2 separate regions of the Anser cygnoides genome follow, and region 1 is linked to region 2. A link is a contact called in public Hi-C data. All regions are on one chromosome and are shown on one strand. Each heading gives the region's core, a stretch centred on a gene start, on an enhancer-like site or on the middle of the called end of the contact. The rest is flanking DNA. Distances are from core to core; before and after follow the strand shown. Region 1 holds the start of CYP7A1 (cytochrome P450 family 7 subfamily A member 1). Region 2 has its middle 45 kb from the start of BPNT2.

Region 1 (3,830 bases), core at 1,013-3,512, 420 kb before region 2:
CTCCAGCCCAGAGCTAGCAGGCTTTTTGCTCTAATCTCACACTTGGCCCTTTGCAGTAGGTCCTTCACTTAACCCAGTCCTCTTTCTTACCCGGGTCTTTTTGTCTCCTTCCTTTCTTTTCCCACCTAGGTCATTTCTATCCTGAATTAGCAGCATTTGTCTCTCGTGTTGTTCTCCTGGATCCTCTGCATCAGTTATTCTTGAAGTGGTTCCTCTTCAGGGTGAGGAATATGCTTACAGAGCATGTGGCAGAATGGGGATCTCTTCTTGGGGGGTGTCCTTACTGATAGTAATTCTGAAGAATGAATAGCCAAGAAATGATCACGGCCAGTGTGAGTCCTCATCCATATCTCATTGCATGTTGTACACATACACTTCATGTTCCTGCTCAAACACATTCTGCTCCTTGCTGCTGCTCTACAGCAATCTGAACTAATAGCAATGCAATGCACGTATTTGTTCTCCAAGCAAGTCAGTTTGTCAGGATCTTCTCCCAGATCTCTCTGTTCCAAGCCTTTGACTCTACTTCCCCCACTTAAAAGTCAGTTGTACCTCACAGAGAATTTAGTCAGTTCTTCCATGGAAATTCCTGTCACTTGGGAAGGGCCTGTTGGCAAGGTGTTGGAGACTGGCATGGTTATTGCTTAGACATAGAGGATGCATCTTGGTTTGTAATCTCTTGTGTTCATAGTGATAGAGGTAGGCAAGGGAAAGGCTTGAAGCTTGTGAGTTAAGAAATTGAAAGGGTTTTGAGTTTTAAAACAGAAAGGTGTGGAATCAGAGGAGTGAGGAAAGTGCAATTAGAATTCAGAGCAGTGCATGAGATAAGTAGAGGAAGTTTGTGGGCGATTTCTATTAATACAGCAGTGGGACAATGCCAGGATTTGTGATATCTGATTAAAGCAAACGTCAGAGCGAAAGTGTCTGGTTAGATGGAGAATTAGAAACATCTTAGCAATGTATGGACAGGGTATCACAGAATCACAGAACAGCTGAGGCTGGAAGGGACCTCTGGAGGCCATCTGCTCAAGCGGGGACACCCAGAGCAGGCTGCCCAGGACCATGCCCAGGCAGCTTCTGAAGATCTCCAAGGAGAAGACTCCACAACCTCTCTGGGCAACCTGTGCTTAGTCACAGCACAGCACAGAAGTGGTGCCTGATGTTCAGAGGGAGCCTCCTGCGTGCCAGTTTGTGCCCATGGCCTCTTGTCCTGGCACTGGGCACCACTGAACAGAGCCTGGCTCCGTCCTCTTTGCACCCTCCCTTCAGGTGTTTACAGATATTGGTGAGATCCCCCCTGAGCCTCCTTCAATCTGAGCAGTCCTGGCTCTCTCAGCCTCTCCTCATAGGAGAGGTGATGGAATATCTTGATCTACGGCAGAACTCAATGTGAATGATCAGAGAAAATGAGTATATAGGGATATATTTAGGAAGAAAGGAGTCAATCAGAAAGAAAACAGAAAAAGAAAAAAAAAGGGGGTGGGGTGGGGTGGAGGATTTGTCCTCTGGGTGCTGAAAATTCAATACATTTTTCAGAGCTTCTGGGAAATAGGACCAGAGACCATATTCCTAGGCTATAAAATTAGCTGAATTGGTGCTGTGCTGTACAGCATGAGTCAAAGATAGAAAACAGAAGTATTAAATGGAAAAGTAAAGGGTGAATTGGAGATCCAAGAAGGGCATTGAGGGGAAAAAAAATACAGTATGATCATACAAATCTGTTTTCTCTTGCTCTGCATTATAGAAAACCCATGTTTCCCTTTCTGCTAGAGAAACTTTGTTAGAGGGAGCAAGTCCATCCTTTTACCCACAGCCAAACCTCTCCCTGTCCCTCTTGCAGCAGCACACCAGAGCCAGGTCAGTCCACACAAAGGAGAAGAGAAGGGATGGACAGGCTGGCAGCCAAAGGACAACACGATCTGCAGCCACCATTTAGCCCAGTCTGAATCCACTGGACACCTGTCAGCAGCCATTTGATTTATTGCTAAACTTGAACTATAGACTGTAATTGGTAAATCTGCAGGATAGATCAAAACACACCTGAGAGACCTTCAAATTATCAACTATTACAGCTGTTTGATTACTTTGGAACCACTACTGATACCCGATATCAGCTCAAGGCCATGTCTGCAACTGTCTGCATCAATCCAGTGAAGTGGTCTGCAGAAAGATGTCAGAACAGAGACAAAGTGGGCTATGTCCAGAAAAGGTTAATCAATAGCTTGCAAGGTTGACTGAGTGCCATTAAATACAGTCGTGCACCTACTGTATATAAGATGTGACCTGTCGTCTGTATCATTCTCAGTCACCATTTCTGCCATACTGGTAGTTACCAGGTTGTCCACCTGGAAGATTTTGTGTACAGCCAGAAATGTTCATATCATCATGGATCTGGGGAATAGTAATAATACTCTGTTGCACTTTTTGGTTTCTTCTAGGGAGGAGGAGGAGGTAAGGAATCTGTTTGTAAATGTATCTCAGTATACCAAGTATTTACTTCTGACAAACATGCTGTGTATGTGCCTAAAATTAGTATAACCTTAAGTTTATCAGGTGGATAAATGCAGGTAGATAAATGCAGGATAACATGGGCAACAAGGTACTTTGGTCTTTTGAGAGGTTTATGTTACAACAGAACTTGTCCATACAGGCTTTTAATAACAGTGAGTTAATGCCTAGGCATGTGTTGATACTAATCTATGCACAAATGAGGAAATTAAAATATTAATATACATGTTCTGATTTCCTAAAGTACTGGGCTATAGCTTTACCTGCATTCTAATTGCAGCTAATACCTACTTCTATCTAATTATAGCTTAATACCAACTTACAAAAATTTTCATATTATCCATCTATCTTAACTAGTTATTCAGAAAAAGTTATTTGCTTTTCTGTTGTAATTTTATAGTTTTCATCAGTCCTTTTCTTGTTTTATTATAAAAAGTTTAATAAAAAGGTGAAAATATTTAAGTTCATATAATAATAACCACCAGCAACATAGTAGAAGAACCAAATTATTATCTGAAAGTTATTTTAGCAGCCACAGTGACTGTATGCAGGGGAGTAGTTTTCTGACTGTCGGAATAAAAAATATAATTTAAGCATATGCTTCATTTTAAGCATATGCTTAACATAAAGCATGTTCTTAATGACGCTTTGCTCGAAAGACTAAATCTTATGCTTACTGAAGATCATGGCCAAATTCCCACTGTGTTCAGCAGGACCTGGTCCAAATGGGATATGCCAATAATAACAACCTTTCTACACTCAAAAGGCTATTCTCTTTGGTGTTCAAATTGATTTGTGAATACCATTGCCAAAAATGTTTCAGACAATGTTAGTGGGAAAGATTATTTATTTATGGGGCAATTAAGTATCTGTGCATGTTAGCTAGTGGCAACAATGCTGCATGTAAGTAGATAAAAAATAAACTCATGATCTAGGGAAAAGAAATGTGACAAAGTCAAACTGTGTTTTGTTATGCTTATCATAATACAGACTGTTAAAGTTATTCTTTTTTGTATACGATAGAAATCACAATAGGATTACTCTTTAAAGGCAAAGAAATTACTTATCAACAGCAGCAGAAATCAACTATTGCAAAAAGCTTCGCATCATTGTTTTACTTACCTTTACTTACCTTTGCTTACTCTCCTGGAGGAGAGATCTTGATACGTACTTCTAAACACAGCTTTTGTTTGTGTTTTGCAGGCAAAAAGGAGAGCCACCACTTGAAAACGGGTTCCTTCCATACCTGGGCTGTGCCTTGCAGTTCGGTGCCAACCCCCTTGAATTCCTCAGAGAAAAGCAAAAGAAGCATGGCCACATTT
Region 2 (3,770 bases), core at 895-3,394:
AAATTTTAATTAGATTTAGGTACTTAATATTAAGCATTTCTTTCACTAAGAAAAGACAATGTGATGGATTCAAATCCCTGCTAAAGCTGAACAGACTATCTAGGTCCTATGCTTCATAACACGTAGGTTCAGAGTTCAGATCACTGGGGCTGGAGTATCTGAAATCAGACTCAGATATCTCCAGAGTGTAGTAATTGACTCTGAAGAGACAGCAATTACCAGAAGCCCCTGCTAAATACAAGATGCGGGATGGACTTGTTTTGCCATTGCAGGCTTCAGGTAATATTAAATATACCTACGTTGCATGATAATAATGGGATCCCCAAAATATGACTTATGCTTTATGCGCAGCCCTCAAACTCTTCCTGTGCAGCTGGCAAAATTATGCTGCAAAAGAAAACAAGTGTGTGTTTACATCATTACTTGAAGAACCACAGTCCAACATCTCAAATGCAAAGTGCAAAGCTCTGCTTGCACAGGCAGATTTACCTTTGACACTGCATATTACCAAGTACTTTAACTTGCAACCTTACCACTCTTTTAATGGAAGCTTTAAGGGTATCTTATTAAACATGAAAAAGTATTGCCATCTGGGGACAGATAGCTCAACAAATGATAATGAAAGTAAGTAAATAAGGAGAGATGTTAGTAAGCATAATACTCTTCAGCACATTGCCCTTCTGCTGTTTGGGCTTTAGGGGGTCATTACATATGTTGTGATTGCAGCCATGTACTTAATTGTAAGATTTTACTAGTAATTGACAACAGGATTATCTTCCACAATAAAAAAGTTCATCTGATGCATGGTTAAGATTTATGGAGACTATAAAGCTTAAAACAGAACAGAAGTCATCTTGAACGGATGGAAAATTCCCAGGATAACAGAACAAGACATGGTTACACTGGAATTTTAACTAGCTCTCAATGTATTTTTAAAACATACACAAAAGTGAATACTATATATTCAATGGCAATAATTTGTTTCTGGAGATATTTAACAATAACTAATTGGACAGGAGCATTGCAGTGTATAGAAAATTAATTATCTTTAAGCATTGATTTGCATCCAAATTATGCTAATGTTCTTTATAGGTTCGGTAATTCTCTATTGTAACTCTATTTCAATTTGAGTGATTTCAGAGGATCTGCACTTATTTAGATGGGTGAAAAATACAATGAATGGTGCTTTTTTTTTTTTTTTTTTTTTTTTATGCACATTGACATTCAGCCATGGATGAACAGCTGTCTACTAGCTCACAACACTGTTTAATGTGGATTCAGATAATACTTATCTGATTGAATCCTGGAGGGAAATGAGATAGTCCTGAATCATGAACTGAGAGGTTTGGGCATGCATCAAACTGCCTGGGTCCAATTAATGGCACTATTATTGATTCACGTATCAGAGTTCATAAGGAAATTATTTACCTTTTGATTTTTTTTTCCCATTAAATCTGTCCAAGAATGGATGTTTCTTGTGTACAGACCTGTTGCTGTGACACTTTGACTCCTAATTATTAACAGTCGCATCACCAAACACTTCACAGCAGCAGTGAAATCTCCCCCATGCAGTTTCTTTGCTTATTACGGTCCCGATCTTCATCCCAAATGTGGCAGAAATCTCACAAAAGGGCAGGTACAAATAAATAAATAAATAAATAACAGTGACTCAGAAGCTTGTGATTAATCTTCAAACATTTTATCTAGGACAGAGCAGCTAACTCAAGTCAATTATTAATTACTAACATCTGTTTCTGCAGTAGGTGGACCTGCTGGAGCTCTCCAAAGCTTGGATCCAGAAGGCGATTTTCCCATGTTCATGGGTGTTTGGCTGTGGTGTTTTGGTTGGGTTTTTGCCATCTCACATTTCTCTTACAGATCGCTGCTGCATTTAAAAATAAAAAGCTCCATCTGCTGTACAGGAAACTGAACTGTAGCTAACACCAGTGTATTGCTCCTAGCCTTGCTCAGGGAGGAGACTGCCATTCAAAAACTACTGTCAAAAACCTATAAAGATCCAGACAAGCTGCTTACTTCTCTCTGAATCCCTACCACTAAAATGTAAATACAACAGAAAAACAAACAAACAAACAAACCAAACCAAACCAAAACAACAACAAACAAACCAAAAGAGTTGGTCTTGGGTCCTGCTGTGGGCTCCGTGTAGGTGGAGTTGTTTCCACACACTGGGACCCCTTATCCCCCTGGGGGTGGGTGGCCAGGCAGGTCCATGGAGTGACTCCCACTGACTTCAGGAAGCTCTGGATCAGAGCTTTCCCAACGACCCTGGTTTTCTTGATGAGCACTGGCCTCAGCATAGAATACAGATCCCACCCTGTGATAGTATGCATACTTCGGTGACTCACTTGCAGCAACTGCTCATTAATTTGTCTAAATATTTCCTGTTTTATGCACTCCCAGCCTCTCCGACTCCTCTCGCTTGCATAAATCTACCTGAACCCATTCCTGCTGAGGTGGGCATACCTCTGCGGTGAGCTGGGGATGCTGGTAGTGAAGAGTGAGGTGACTATCACCAGGCCATGAGCAGGACAGCTTCTGTAACTTCTGCCACTACCTTGGTAGTATCTGGCACAGTGGTATCTGGCACAGTGACCAGAAGAAAAAGAAAAAGAAAAGGAAAAGGAAAAGGAAAAGGAAAAGGAAAAGGAAAAGGAGAAGGAGAAGGAGAAGGAGAAGGAGAAGGAGAAGGAGAAGGAGAAGGAGAAGGAGAAGGAGAAGGAGAAGGAGAAGGAGAAGGAGAAGGAAAAGGAAAAGGAAAAGGAAAAGGAAAAGGAAAAGGAAAAGGAAAAGGAAAAGGAAAAGGAAAAGGAAAAGGAAAAGGAAAAGGAAAAGGAAAAGGAGAAGGAGAAGGAGAAGGAGAAGGAGAAGGAAAAAAGAGGAAACAAGAAAAAAAAGTTATTATTTTAATGCAGAACTACAGAAAGACTGCACAGGAATAACTCCAGATGAAACTAAAGAAACCAGTAACTCTAGCAGAGATGAACCAGGAAAAAGACCTTACACAAATATCTGATGAAGAGGGAATCTGAAGCTCACAGCTTATTATTTTGCTGTGGGGATTTGGGAAACCTACCTAATGTGTCTGACATTTGGAACATGCAAAACACAAAGGATTTCAGATAAAACAGCAAAATACAATCAGTGAACTTTATCCATTTGCCAAAATGTCAAAGTTGCTTTTTAATGAATTCCTCAACACTGCGGCACTTGTCTGGACCTTCCAGTGGCTTAATATTTATGCCTGATGTTTTTTCTTCTGGTGCGTATCAGGGAAGAGATGAAGAAAACTTTACTTGTGTCAGTGGGCTCACAGGGTTTTGAATGTTTTGATGCCAAGTCAAAAAGCATTAATTGTCACTGCATGAGTTATATCATTGAGTTCAGAGAGTCTGTTCTCATATCTAATATGTCTGAATTCTCTGATTTAATGTCAGAGCACGCACCCCCCCCTTGCAGCCCTTAATCTTGTCTATCTTGTGACAGGGGTCACAATGCAACACTCTCAGAGCCATCCTGGTAACCCAGAGGGATGCTGTGCACTCACTACTTTGAAAAGTATAGCTAAATACCCACCTACAAGACTGTGAGACTCACATAGCACTTTTTGATTTTCTGGGGCACTAGCTTGCTCAAATGCCATTCAACCTGTATTACTTTTTGTTGGTCACCATTCCAGGACTCATTTTCAGGAGACAGCATTTGAGGATTCAGAGTTTTCAAAGATTTATTAAACAACCTGAAAAATAACA

Evidence for each region. Hi-C and Micro-C count contacts between places; a contact is called where the count stands out from the background.
Region 1: a contact with region 2 is called in a Hi-C map of liver, with 2.1 times the contacts expected there. The contact joins the promoter of CYP7A1 here to the enhancer-like site in region 2. A contact is called at or near these places in 3 of 7 Hi-C or Micro-C datasets (granulosa cells and liver).

The regions. Positions count from the first base shown.
Region 1 is chr2:123,878,486-123,882,315 of Taihu_goose_T2T_genome, reverse strand. It overlaps CYP7A1 (cytochrome P450 family 7 subfamily A member 1), which reads left to right and starts at 2,262. Exons shown (of 6, transcript XM_013185866.3): 1 at 2,262-2,451; 2 at 3,712-3,830. The coding sequence starts at 2,372.
Region 2 is chr2:123,457,880-123,461,649 of Taihu_goose_T2T_genome, reverse strand. No RefSeq gene overlaps it. Among named protein-coding and RNA genes, the nearest start is that of BPNT2, 45 kb to the right of the region's middle. Within about 2 kb of position 2,144, at least 1 of the 3 cell types and tissues checked has open chromatin away from gene starts, as enhancers often do. A contact at or near this core is called in liver, where this site is marked.